Linked DNA regions of Sus scrofa: region 1 is linked to region 2. The links are chromatin contacts, called in public Hi-C maps. All regions are on one chromosome and are shown on one strand. The core of a region is the stretch at or near the end of the contact, and the rest is flanking DNA. Distances in the headings are between cores, read along the strand shown.

What was found. Hi-C and Micro-C count contacts between places; a contact is called where the count stands out from the background.
Region 1: a Hi-C map of embryonic fibroblasts shows a contact between it and region 2, with 4 times the contacts expected there. The contact joins the promoter of ADAMTS8 here to the promoter of LOC102165987 in region 2. A contact is called at or near these places in 1 of 5 promoter capture datasets (liver) and 2 of 47 Hi-C or Micro-C datasets (embryonic fibroblasts and epiblast stem cells).

Annotation. Positions count from the first base shown.
Region 1 is chr9:57,108,793-57,114,650 of Sscrofa11.1, forward strand. ADAMTS8 (A disintegrin and metalloproteinase with thrombospondin motifs 8) reads right to left here and starts at 4,285. Exons shown (of 9, transcript XM_003130083.4): 1 at 575-4,285. The coding sequence starts at 1,684.
Region 2 is chr9:57,013,379-57,019,852 of Sscrofa11.1, forward strand. LOC102165987 (proline-rich protein 18-like) reads left to right here and starts at 3,403. Exons shown (of 3, transcript XM_021063955.1): 1 at 3,403-3,429; 2 at 3,827-4,155; 3 at 5,832-6,474. The coding sequence starts at 3,403. The coding sequence ends at 5,880. It overlaps ZBTB44 (zinc finger and BTB domain-containing protein 44), which reads right to left and starts at 5,425. Exons shown (of 6, transcript XM_003130080.5): 1 at 5,207-5,425.

The DNA of each region.
Region 1 (5,858 bases), core at 3,035-5,534, 96 kb after region 2:
CAAGTTCTGCCAGGGCTGAGCGCCAGGTTGGCAAGGTGTCCACGCCCCTGATCAGAACCAGCTGGGCACACAGAAGTTGGGCAGCCCCTTTCCAGGTTCAGCTCCCTGCAAACAACATCTTTTACTCATGGCAGCCTCAGTTTTGCAGGCAAAGGGAATCTTTCCATCGCAGCTGCCTTCCCTTGGGAGCCTCAGGTCTGGAGACAGGAGAGGGCTGAGAAACCAAGGCTGGGGTGGATGTTCTTCCAAAGTGTTCACTTATCATCTCTGTTGGGAGAGGCAGGTGTTTGGGGTAGGGATGCTTCAAAACCCATTTTCAGTTCAAGATGTGAGGGATGGAGGGAACAGAGAGGAGGAAGCCCAGAACCTCCATCTTAAGCTGGAAGGGGCCTAGTGGGAGGAGCAGTAGGTGGCCCAGGTATCAGCGGTCAAGAAAGGTGTTACCGCAGTTTCTCAGAAAGGACATTTCCTGATTTGGGGTGAGGAAGTGAAGGGTTTTCTCAGAGGGGCTGGAAAGGGAAGAATTTGGAGAGTCTTGGAGGTAACTGGGATCTCAGGGCAAAGCCAGTCCTACCTGCAGGTCGGCTCCATAGAAGGCAACCATGGACGCATCCGCCACCAGCAGCGTTTCCACGAAGCGAGCCTCAGACACAAACCGCTTGGTCCTACTCGTGGCCCCCAGCGTCGGTGGCAACTCGGTGGCACCTCCTGCCTCCTCTTCTTCGCTCTCCTCGTTCTCCTTTTCCCCTTCCTCTTCCTCCTCCTCTTCCTCCTGCGCGCCGGCTCCTGTCTCCTGCCTCTGACCCTCTTCTCCCTTCTCCGCCTCCCACTCGGGCGCTCTGAGCAGGGGCTGGGCTTCGGCGGCAGCGCGCCCCGGCCCCCAGCGCTGCAGGCGGTGAGGCTGCTGCAGGGAGTCCCCCGCGCCCTGCGGCTGGATGGTGAACTCCTCGCCGTCCAGCAGGAAGGAGCCGCTCAGCCCGCGGCACAGGCTGACGGCCGCCAGCGACTCGGGCTCCCCGTTCACCGTGCCGGAGAAGAAGCAGTCGCGCAGCTCCCGCTCGCCCCCGGCCGCCCCGCCGGAGCCCCCCAGACGCTCGATCTTGAACTCGGGCGCCAGGAAGCTGGCGTCGGGCTCCAGGCGCAGCACGAAGCCGCGGCCGAAGGCGGACAGGTGGAGCGCAAGCTCGCCGGCGCCGCCCGGCAACCGCGTGGGCACCACCAGCGCCGAGGCCGGCTCCCCCTCGCCGGGCCGGGTTGGAGCGCCGAGGGCGAGCGGCGGCAGCAGCAACACTAATAACAGCAGCAGCAGCAGCAGCAGCAGCAGGAGCGGCGGCCACCCGGGGGCGGCGCGGGGCATGGGGGCTGCGGCTGCGGCGCGGGAGACGGAAGAAGCGGGCCCGGCGCGGGCAGGTGCGGGCAGCCGACCTGCGGTCCCCGCCGCAAGGAGCTCGGGCGTCCGGCCGGCCGCGTGGCCTGTGGGTGCCTGGCGGCAGCGGTCCCCGAACGGCCCCTCGGGCTGGCACTGCCGCTGCCGCTGCTCCCGCGCCCTCCCGCCCAGCAGAGCGCGAGCAACTGGCGTCCGAGCCGCGTGCGCGTCCTCCGCGCCTGCCTCCTCCCCACCCCGGGAAGCACCGAGTGGGCTGCCGAGCCCTTCGTATTTATACTTCCTTCCCGGCTTTGACATAAGAGGTTTATTTTTGATCTCTCACTATTCCCGTTTCCCCTCCCCTGGGATCAGAGAGAGAAACTGAAAAGAGGGAGCGAGAGAGGAGAGGAAAAAAATTTTGGATGAAATGTAAAACCAATCAGAAGTCAGCGGGACTCGCTCTCTCCCCCCCTCCCAAGTGTCAACTCCAACTTTTTTCCCCTTTGCTTTACGCACTCCCACATTAACTCCTCCAATGCTGGACAGGCCCTTTAGGCAGCATGCTTGGGAGACCCCAACCACTACCTCCTGTGAGGCCATGGAAGAGGCCCCTGCATTGGCCCCAGTGACGGTGTCACTCCGGGGACCTGACTGTGCAGAAGTCTTCAGAGAAGGTTCCAGAGCTTTTCATTGTAAAGCAAAAGATGGAGGTGGGAAAGGTCTTACTAAAACCATGCTCTTCGGCTAAAAACCCCATTTCACCCCAAGCTTGAGATGGGGGCAAACAGTATCCAACCTGGTTGGCTAAGTCCTGGTTAAGGCAACAAGGACTGGGTTACTGCTTGGTGGGCGCAGGGGGGCAGAGCCTGGCACGGGAGTTAATTACTGAGGGGAGATGTAAGCAAAGTCGAATCACCCCCCCGGGCAAGTAAGCTCTTGGCTAGGAGTGCAGCAGAGGTCCAGGAGCTGCATGTCTGGCCCTGAAGACTCAACTGCTATGGAGCTCAACTGTCGGGGTTGGGGGGGGGACGGACATGACCCCCTCACTGCACTGCCCATGGCTGTGGATACCAGTCGTCCCACAGTGTCACCTACCGCTGGGATGGGAGGGAGCTGAAACCCCCCCAGAGAGGGTGGCATGTTCTACAGTCCTCTCTCAGAGCACCAAAGAGAGCACTTCCTGGCACCCCAGTCCTACCGCCACAAGGCTGGGCTGGACTGCGGGTCCTCTACTCTAAGTACAGGCTCTGAGCTGTCAGCATGCATACCTGGGGATCAGGACTGCTAAGTTCTTCGCTGGTCACCAGTTCCCTGCCTGGGTTGGGGTGCCTGCCACTGGGTCGCCCCTGCTACGTTTTAGCCCATGCCCTTCTGTTACCATCTGTGCAGGAGCATTAGGAAAATGAGACTCTCAGGGCTTGTTACCCCTGAAGAGGAGCCCCTCACAGACTCTCAAGAATCCCAGGGCAAGTCCTGGCACATTCCCTCTGAGCATTCCCTCTCTCTGCTTTCTCAGAAACTTTGAATTAGATGGAAGGAAGGATAAGCTTTCTAGCCTAGCATGCTGCCGAATCTTCTTCCCTGGATAATTTACAAGATAAGATGTTTCGGGGAAGCACTTCTGGAGGCAGGGGAATGGAAAGAATGGCCTCTTCAATCCTTTTCCAAAAATGAGCAAAACACTTCATCCCAGCACAGCAGCATAATCGCCCTGGGGGAGTCTGACCCGGCAGGCAGTGAGTAATCCCATTTGCTTCAGGCCTGTTGTAACATTTCTTTGCTTCTCAAAGCCCCCTATTCGCCATTCCCCCGAGTAGAGCACAACTCATGATTTTCAATAGCAATTTGGTCTGTACCTTTTCCTTCTTTCTCCTTTGAGAGCATTTGAGAGGAGAGGGAGGAAGGGTTGTGCCTGGTTCTCCTCCCCCCGGGTGTGTATTAATGGCTGCAGGCAGGAGCCTTAACCAAATCAGGGAAGTCTTCAATGTCTTGGGCCCCCAGGTCTCAGCTGGGAAGGCTCTGGATGTCGTTCTTGTTTTTTCCAATAGAATAAAATGCCCCCAAAGACTGCTCTTTGGAAGCTCCTTTGGAGAGAGGTCGCGTAGCGGACTTTGGGCTCTTTATGCGTGGCTGGCCTCCCTCTGCCTTCCTGGGTTCACTCTTCCCAGTAGGCATACATGCCTTGCTGGTAACTCCAGGATGGTGCCTGCCACTCACACTGTGTCCTCAAGGTGTCACACTTAGCGTAGCTGTGCGTCCACCTACTGCCCTGGATGCTGGGACTGGGAAGGGGGTCCCTGGCTTGTGATGAAAGCCCTTGGGAGAATGGCCGGTAAAGACAGTACAGCAAGACAACGGCCAACCAGTGAAAAATCCCAGAGGGGTATCCGCCAGTTGTGGATTTCCTACGTTACCGTGTTCTTTCCCAAAATATATAATTACAGCAGAGCTTGGCAAACTACGGCCTGTGGGCTAAATCCTGCACGCTGCCTGTTTTTGTATAGCCAAGGATGCTTTTTTAAAATGATTGAAAAAAAAATGAAAAAGAATAGTAAAATTTCACAATGCTTGAAAATGACATGAAATTCACATTTCAGTGTCCATAAATAATGTTTTATTGGAAAGTGACTGCGGTCATTCACCTACACATCGGCTGTTCTTATGCTATAAGAGCAGGATTAAGTGCACCTAAAGTGTATTAACTATCTGACCCTTTGCAGAAACAGTTTGCTGGCCTCTGAATTACAGTAAAGCAGCATTAATTGGTGGGGGGCTCAAATTTGGAATGTGGGATTATTTAGACTCAAGATCTGCGATTCATGTGAAGTAAGAAGTTTAACATAATTTCTTGCTCTAAATATGAGGGGGAAAGTGTATAAAATGTGAAAATTAAAATATCTGTGCCTGTCTTTAATTCTGTATGTAGCAATTATTTATTATTTACTTAGTCCTTAAGTAATTAAAGGACTTTTATGTTTATAGTACCCTATAATACAGGTAGCACATTTTAGGATTCTAATTAACTTATACTATTAGTAACTAGTTATTTCTTAGTTTCTCACTAGTTTTATAGAGTATATATTATACATTTATAATGTATCCTAAGCTCTGATATTCTCTAGGATTTCCTTCCAACCAGAAGACACATTAGTAGCTGTCTGATCCACTTCCACTCGAATTTTGTAGAGAAGAAACAGAAATGCAGAGGTTTCAGTGGCTTTAAGGCACATAATCAGCAGAACACTTTTCCCTAAAATGTTGTGGTACCCCCTGCATGAAGATTAAAAAAAAAAAAAAAGTATTGCTTTCGAATTTCATTTGCAATTCATATTTTATTGCTGTTGTTGTTGTCAAAAGTGAGTGCTTACTCTGGGCCAGGTGTTGTCCTAGGACTCATTTAAATTTAATTTCCATTAAATCCTCTGTAATAACAGCATCCATGTTTTGACTGCTAGCTGTGGTCTCGGCACTGTGCCGAACAGCTTGCAAACATAAATTCACTTTACCATCATGACAATCCTCTCAAAAGGCATCCTACATATACAGAAATAGGTTTAGAGAGGTCAGATGACTTGCTTAGGGTCACTTAGTTAATAAGCGGTGGAAACAGTGTTCTTAACCAAGGTCGCCTTCATAAACTACCAATTAAATATAAGATTTTTCTAGCGATGATGTCCTACACTGAATTAGCGTTTCTTTGTTTAGAACCAAGGATTAAATCATGCTATTACAGAGCTGGAAGGGCCTCTAGGATTTTATCTTTAAAGATCACAAAGAAGGGAATAAACAGCTTTTCTCCAAAGCCTGTGATGGCATTTAAATATAAACAGAGTTCTTTCATTCTAAACAAAATAATACCCTTTTTGCCACAATTCATGTTCATTTTCTATAACTTTGGCTAATTGCTGTGAACCCCACATTGCCTGTAACAGAGAGGACTTCCTGGTCCTTGCCTCTCTCTCTCGTGAGCACAAACCTCCCAGCAGTCCAGGTTTGGTTTTTGACATCACTTTTGTGCTGATTTCCCTTTGCAGAGTTTTGTGATCGCATTGGTATGCGTACAAGCATTCCTCTGTATTTTTCTCTGTTTAATTCTTTCTTAGTCCTAAATCTTCTACCTTTTGGAACCTTTCGAACTTCACCCAGTATATGGAAAATCATTAATTCATATTCTTGAGGCCATTTTAAGTTCAGTTTCCTGACTCCCACTAGCTCCTCTGATTATTTTTCCTATCTTCATCTGGTTGTTCTTGTGTTTACAGACAGTCTCAGTGGCGCGCTCCCAATCCTGTTACTTCTATTACCAAGAACTAGATCTAGCACAAACTGTTGTCCGATATTGACATCGACTTGCTTGTTGACCAAACTTTGATTGATTTTGATACAAGGAGAAGCAGCAAAAAACCTTTTGCTCCAACTGTTTGTACGTTCAGTGACTGACTGCCAACCACTGGGCTCACTGTTGGGTACCCGATATAAGACTGCCCAAGGC
Region 2 (6,474 bases), core at 2,153-4,652:
TACAGCTGCCAGCCTACACCATGGCCACGGCAATGGCAGATCTGAGCTGCGTCTGTGACCTACACCACAGCAACACCAGATCCCTAACCCACTGGAGGAGGCCAGGGATCGAACCCGCATCCTCAAGGATGCTAGCCGGATTCCTTTCCGCCACGACAAGAACTCCTTAAGTTTTTTTTTTAAAGCTATACAGTTATTAAAATGGAAGAACATTCAATATGGAGATAAAAGATGTTCTAGAAAGTTTCATCCACCAATTTTCACTCTTATAGGACAGAGTTATCAATGTGAAACACCACAAGGTCAATGATTTACTCCAGGATCAGTTATGTAAAAATGTGCTGCCTAAGGTCACCTTTGGCACTAATAATAATTTTAGTGAAGAAATTAACATAACACTCTATGTGCCCTTCAAGCAGGAGTGTAATGTATCTTTAAAGACACACATACAATCACTATTTTATTCTAGATTCTGTGACTAAGATCCAGAGATCTCACTGTCTAAAATGGCGTAAAGTATTTCTGACATAAAGAACAAAGGAAAACTAATGTGGCTTTCAGCTTAAGAGAGAAAATTTCAAGCAATCATTCTGAAGTACATGGAGAAGTGTCTCAATCACGAATGTGGTTCCATTTAAATTTGAAGTAAAAATACCGGAGTTCCCTGTCATGGTGCAGTGGTTAATGAATCTGACCAGGAACCATGAGGTTGCGGGTTCGATCCCTGGCCTTGCTCAGTGGGTTAAGGATCCGGCGTTGCCGTGAGCTGTGGTGTAGGCTGCAGACGCGGCTCGGATCCCACGTTGCTGTGGCTCTGGTGTAGGCCAGCAGCTACAGCTCTGATTTGACCCCTAGCCTGGGAACCTCCATATGCCTCGGGAGCGGCTCGAGAAAAGGCAGAAAGACAAAAAAAAAAAAAAAGTAAAAATACCCCATATAGCTTATACAAAGATATGCCTAATAGTAGTCTACAAAGTAACAGGAAACCATGGGGGGAAATAAATATATATATATATTCAATATATATAAATAAAAATATTAAAAATTACAGTTGGAAGAAGCCAAATTAATCAGGAGCCCCTAACTAGGGAAGGAAACCCCTTTTAAAAATAGTCTTTGATACATGACTATTTTCAATAACAAGAATTTTATCCTTTACAAAGTTAGGAAGACTTACTCAAAATTTAAAACCTTTGGTGTATTATGAAAAATTTTAGAAACAACAAAATTTAAAGAATTTTTACAGGAGAATGCCCCCAAAACCATACCCAGATTCTACCACGAACATTCTAGAATATTTGTTTTATTACACATCCATCCAAACTCCCATCCATCTTGATTTTTGATGTTCTACTTTTTAAATGCCTATTAAAATGGTATCTAAATGCAATTTCCAAAGCAAGGTCTGATAACTAAAAAGGACACGTGTAGTAGACAAGCACATGGGGCTCTTGGCATGCAATCACTGGAATTTCTATAGGACCAACATCAATCATGTACTTCCTGTAATTTGACCCATGCTGAGTTAAAATATATCCAATTTTATGACACATTATATTTACTTGTAAGATGTAGCAAAGTAGTTAAGTGAAACACTGAAGACACCTGAGTTTGAAATCTGGGTATCAGTTTACTTGCCAAGTGAGATAGCAGCAGCAATAACAAATGGTTAATAGGTTATTTAAATGAGATAATGCATGAAATGTTTAGCACAGTACTACCTCTTTGAAAGGGCTCAGCAACTGTTAGCAATTATCATCACTCTATTAGCCCAATCTATCGTAACAGGCTCTAGCTGCATTTTTAGGAGGCATTTTAGTTCACCTCTAGTTCTGAAGGAAACCTCCCTGCCAGAGCATCTCCAATAAAACAACTGATTCAAGACAGCTGCTCAAAATCACTGAGCAAAAGGTAGGCAGGAACAGGATTATTTGCTTGGTGTCAAAGTACTACCCCCAAATCACATACAAATCATAAACAGGCAAACCACACTTTAATAGATCTGATAGTCACCACTTTGATCAAGTGGCCACATTTAGTATTCGTAATAGTGTAGCAATGACATTAAATACCTCCTATATGATGTAACATGAAATACACCGCATCATCTATAAAATAATCTTTCCAAAGAAAGTTTTCCTCAAGCTAATCAGTTAGGTTTCTTTAGACCTAACTTTCAGTAACAGGAAATTCAGAGGGAGAGAGGAATAAATTAAATGACCCCACCAGGAAACAGACAAGCCTAATGTAAGTGGGAGAATTCTCTAAGACAACCGGTTTCATCAATTAAGTATCAGGAAAAAAAGGAGAGGAGGACACAGGATTTTTCAAAAAGGAACTAAGTGGGTAATTAACAAATGCAACTCAGGAATCTTGACTGAATACCGCTTGGGATTTCCCAAAACGACCTTGGAGTACTATGGAAATTTGCATATGGACTGTTAATTTAGAAAGGTGTTAATGCTATGTAGGGATTAGTAGAATGTCCATAGTTTTGGGAAACACTTGGGGAAATACTGGAGTGTCTTGGTGTTTGCAATTTACTTTCAAATAGTTAGAGAGACACACAGAAAGGGAAGAGAGGTGGGGGGGTCAATACCACAAAAATGCTAATCACTGAATCTAAGTATTGGAGTATTCACTACATTTTCCCTTAATTTCCGAGAGACTGGTATTTTTCACATTAAGTTTTTTAAAAGTATTCCTATACTGAGAGGCACAGTAGAAAACATTTCTACAATGGAATTATATCTGGGGACAAATTTCACTTCTATTACTAACTAGTTGTGTGGCCTAAGGCAAAGTTACTTAAAATTACTTAAGTTTCTGTCTCATCTATAAAACTCAAGTAATAATGTCTAAGTCATTAGGTTGTTCTAAGAATCAAATCAGATCACATGTGTAAAATGCCTAGTAGTGTAGCACAGAAAAAGTAAACCTGGTTTGCCTATTTAATGCTATCATTCTAAAATACAGGGCTATAGGAAAACATTCCTTTCATTATCGCCACATTCCACGATAAAGATACATTAGGTAAAATTAAAAGTCCATTGGCAGTTAAAGCGAAGTGACGGGGGTAAGTAAATGCATAATGAAGATTTATATAATATTTTTTAAAATCCAGTAATTCCAACTGAGACCCTCTAGGCAAAAAAATCTACCTACCCAAACCATTCGTATCTATCAAATTGTGAAGTCTGCTTTTGGTATTAGCCTCTATCCGAATAAAACATTAAGAAAATAAGTGGAAGTTAGAGACTTTCTTCCTGACCAACTGATAATCTACTTATACGTTTTCTTAAAAAAACGAAGTTTTTGTCTTCATTTCTATAAGTTCCAATAAAGCACACAATTTTTGGGCTTTATCCTAAATTCTAGTTAAGCATCATACAACTCACAAGCATGCAGTTTCCTTTCATCAGTGCTAACGTAACTCGTCATGTCACTCGCAGGTAACCCTTTTCCGGCTAGGCCAGCAGAAAATGACTAGAAGCAGACCCATCCTCAGGTAGGGAAGAAAAAAACGTGGGTTTTTTTGTTTTGTTTTTTAAATAAGTGTCGCCCTTTTTTTCCCCACTATCAGAAAAAGAAGCAGGGGAGAGGAGGGAACAGTCGGATCTCGGGCTCCCGGCACGACCAGGTGGGACGCTGACACCCCGCCTCCTCGGGGTTAGGGTGCTGGGCACACGCGCGTGCACACTGGGGGCGCCCTGGGAGATCGGGGCAATTTCTCCTGGACGTCAGGGCCCAGGTTCAGTCTCCTCCCTAAAGGATTAGATACCATTGAGAGCACCCGATAGGGTTCTCCCGGTTCCTTACCGTCCAGCGCCCAGATGGGAGACGCACGGTGGCAGCCCTCGGCGGGCGCGCGCGGCGAAAAAGGGCCGGCCCCCGCCCTCCCCTTCCCTCTTCGTTACCTGCGGGCGGCGGTGCCAGGGCCCGGAGGCCTGCTGCTCCTCCTCCTCCTCCCCTCCAGGCTGTGGCGGCGAGGTGGCGGCGGCGGCGGCGGCCCGGGGGAGGGGGCGGAGCGCGCGGCTCGCAGCCTCTCTCCTCCCCCGGGAGGCGGAGGGGACCCTATCTCGGGCCGCCGCGCCTAGGCCCGTGGACGGCCTGCGGCTGGGGCATGGCGGCCCCGAGCAGCGGCGTGCCTGCGAGGTGGGGGGCGAGAGGCGGCGGGAGGGAAGAGCGCCGAGGGCCTGAGGGGAGGAGCGAGGGGGCCCCGCGAGCCGCGCGAGCGGCCGTTGGGGGCGGTTGGCCGAGGGCAAGCGGTTTGGGGAGCGCGGCGACGGCTCGCGTTTTCCTGGCGGGTCGGGGTGGGGAAGGGGAAGGGGAGTGAGGGGAGGGGAGGGGGAGGTTGGGAGGGAGCCGCCGCCGCGCGCGTGCGGGACGGCGCCGCCGCTGTTGCCGCTCGGCTCACTCCAGCCTGTTTGGGGGCACTTTGTTTGTGTCCCACAATGCTCTGCGCGGGCGGCCGGGCTGGGGAAGGGGAGGGCAAGTGGGCGGGGCGGAGCGAGCTCGGGGGCGGGGCGCGAGCGGGGAGACACGGGTATTGCGCAGCCGCAGAAAAGGCCGCTCCCAGTTCGGGGCTTGAACTGTGGGCGACTCGGCCTCCTGACACCCGCGGGTTTTGACACCGCTCGTGCATCTTTGCGTCTGTGCACACGTGCTGATTTACCGATACACACCGCCCAGACCCTGGCCAATTCGCTTTTCCTCTACCCGTCCAAAGCCGCCTTCCCGTTAGCCCTGACAAACATTTCTGGGCATGGTTCACGCTTCTTGTCTTTTTTTGTTTTCTTTGAACTAAAACCGAAAGAAACTCCTGTTTTCTCGAGTGGTTTCTGTAGCGGGGTTGAACCGGAACACCCCAGGCGCTTTCTCTTGGTGAGGGAGCTGAGCTGGTAGTGGGCCCATTTCTCGCACACGGAAACTGAGGCCTGCGGAGAGGCGGCCTTGACAGGTGAGGACGCTGAGCCCCGCTGGCTCCCACGCCCGCTTCCGCTGCAGGCAGCCGGTGTCCCGGTTGCCTGCGGCCTTTGCACCCCCGGCGTCATATTGGTGCCCGAGGATTTTTCTAGAACTTCCCTCCCTGGGCCACCTGGCGGGACGTGCGGTTCTGAAGTGACTGAAGGAATTCATCTCGTTCCCCCAAAATATGCCCGTTCCTTCCACAAGCTTGAATTTTTTTGGCTCTACCACCACTAACCTGGCTTTCCGGCGGGGAAGACTGTGGGGCGCCCCGAAGTGACTGGTACGGCCGGGAGGCGCTCTAGAGCTCTCGGTCCACTGCAAAATCATGTAAAGTGGTAAAATTCCTGGACCCCAAGTCTTAGCGTCCCGGGGCGGGCGGGCGAGCGCCCGGGACGGAGATCGGCGGGTAGAAGGGGCGCCAGGGCTGCGGGTACAAGCGCGCTCCAGGCAAGCCCGCCGGCCGCGCAGAGGTGGAGGGGGTGCGGCCTGCAGTGCCTCAGGCGCTCTGGGTTCGCATACTTTGTTTTCCCACGCCTCCAGCTTTTACACCGAAAGACTTCTCTCCAAAGGGCTTTGTGCAAGGTGAGCTGACATCCCGCCCGAAGTAGAGTGGAGATTTCTTTTGAAACACTTGGTAACGTCTTGCATTAATCTTTCCGAGAGACCAGCACCCTAGCACCCCCTCTTTCTAACCACTGAAACCCACTTTAAAAATAAAGGCCATAAAAACAACGTCTAATTTTATAGTCTTTTGCAGTTTCCAACTGCTTTTCCAGTATGTATGTCTAACGGCCACCGCAATTGTAGTACTAATAAGTTTTACCACTATTTCCACCATCATTTTATTATTCCCATTTCAGAGATCCAAGTCGGAACGATGTGAAAGAGGCCCAGAAAATTTTGTGCTGAAATTTGAAGAAGGAGAAAAAAAGAAGGTGGAATGCTTACCCTCGGCGGAAAACAGGAGCGACAGAGCAAGTCTCAGGAAGGCCTGAAGTCCTGGTGTTAGAGCAGGTGCACAGGTAACACCTGGAGAAGAATCAGGATGGGAATAAAGTCAAACAAATCGTGTCGACCTCTCCTAGGGTATTCAGTAGGACAGTCAATAAAAGACAACTGGTCAGGTCCTTACTACTCATTACCCAAGGGACTGAGGTGGCAACTTCCTTTCGTGGCAAGAGTAGCAGCCCTGGCCAAAAAAACAAAACAAAACAAAACCAGCTTTCTTTTTTAGTTTACTCTCTTTTCTCCCTTTCCTTCCCTTTTGTACTATTCTGATTTTCATTTTACACTTAAAAATTATCGGCCTCTCACTCCACCCCCACCCTGGGACTGGAAGATCAATTAACCACCAAATGGCTGTGGGGCCCTAAGGGCACAGTGCTAGATGCTTGGATAAGGTGTAAGAAGAAATACAAAGATTAACTTTGTTGTAGTCCTTTCCTCTGTTTTGGCTTTGGGTAGGGTTAGTTTCTGTGGCTTTTGCAGCCTCCCACTTTTTTC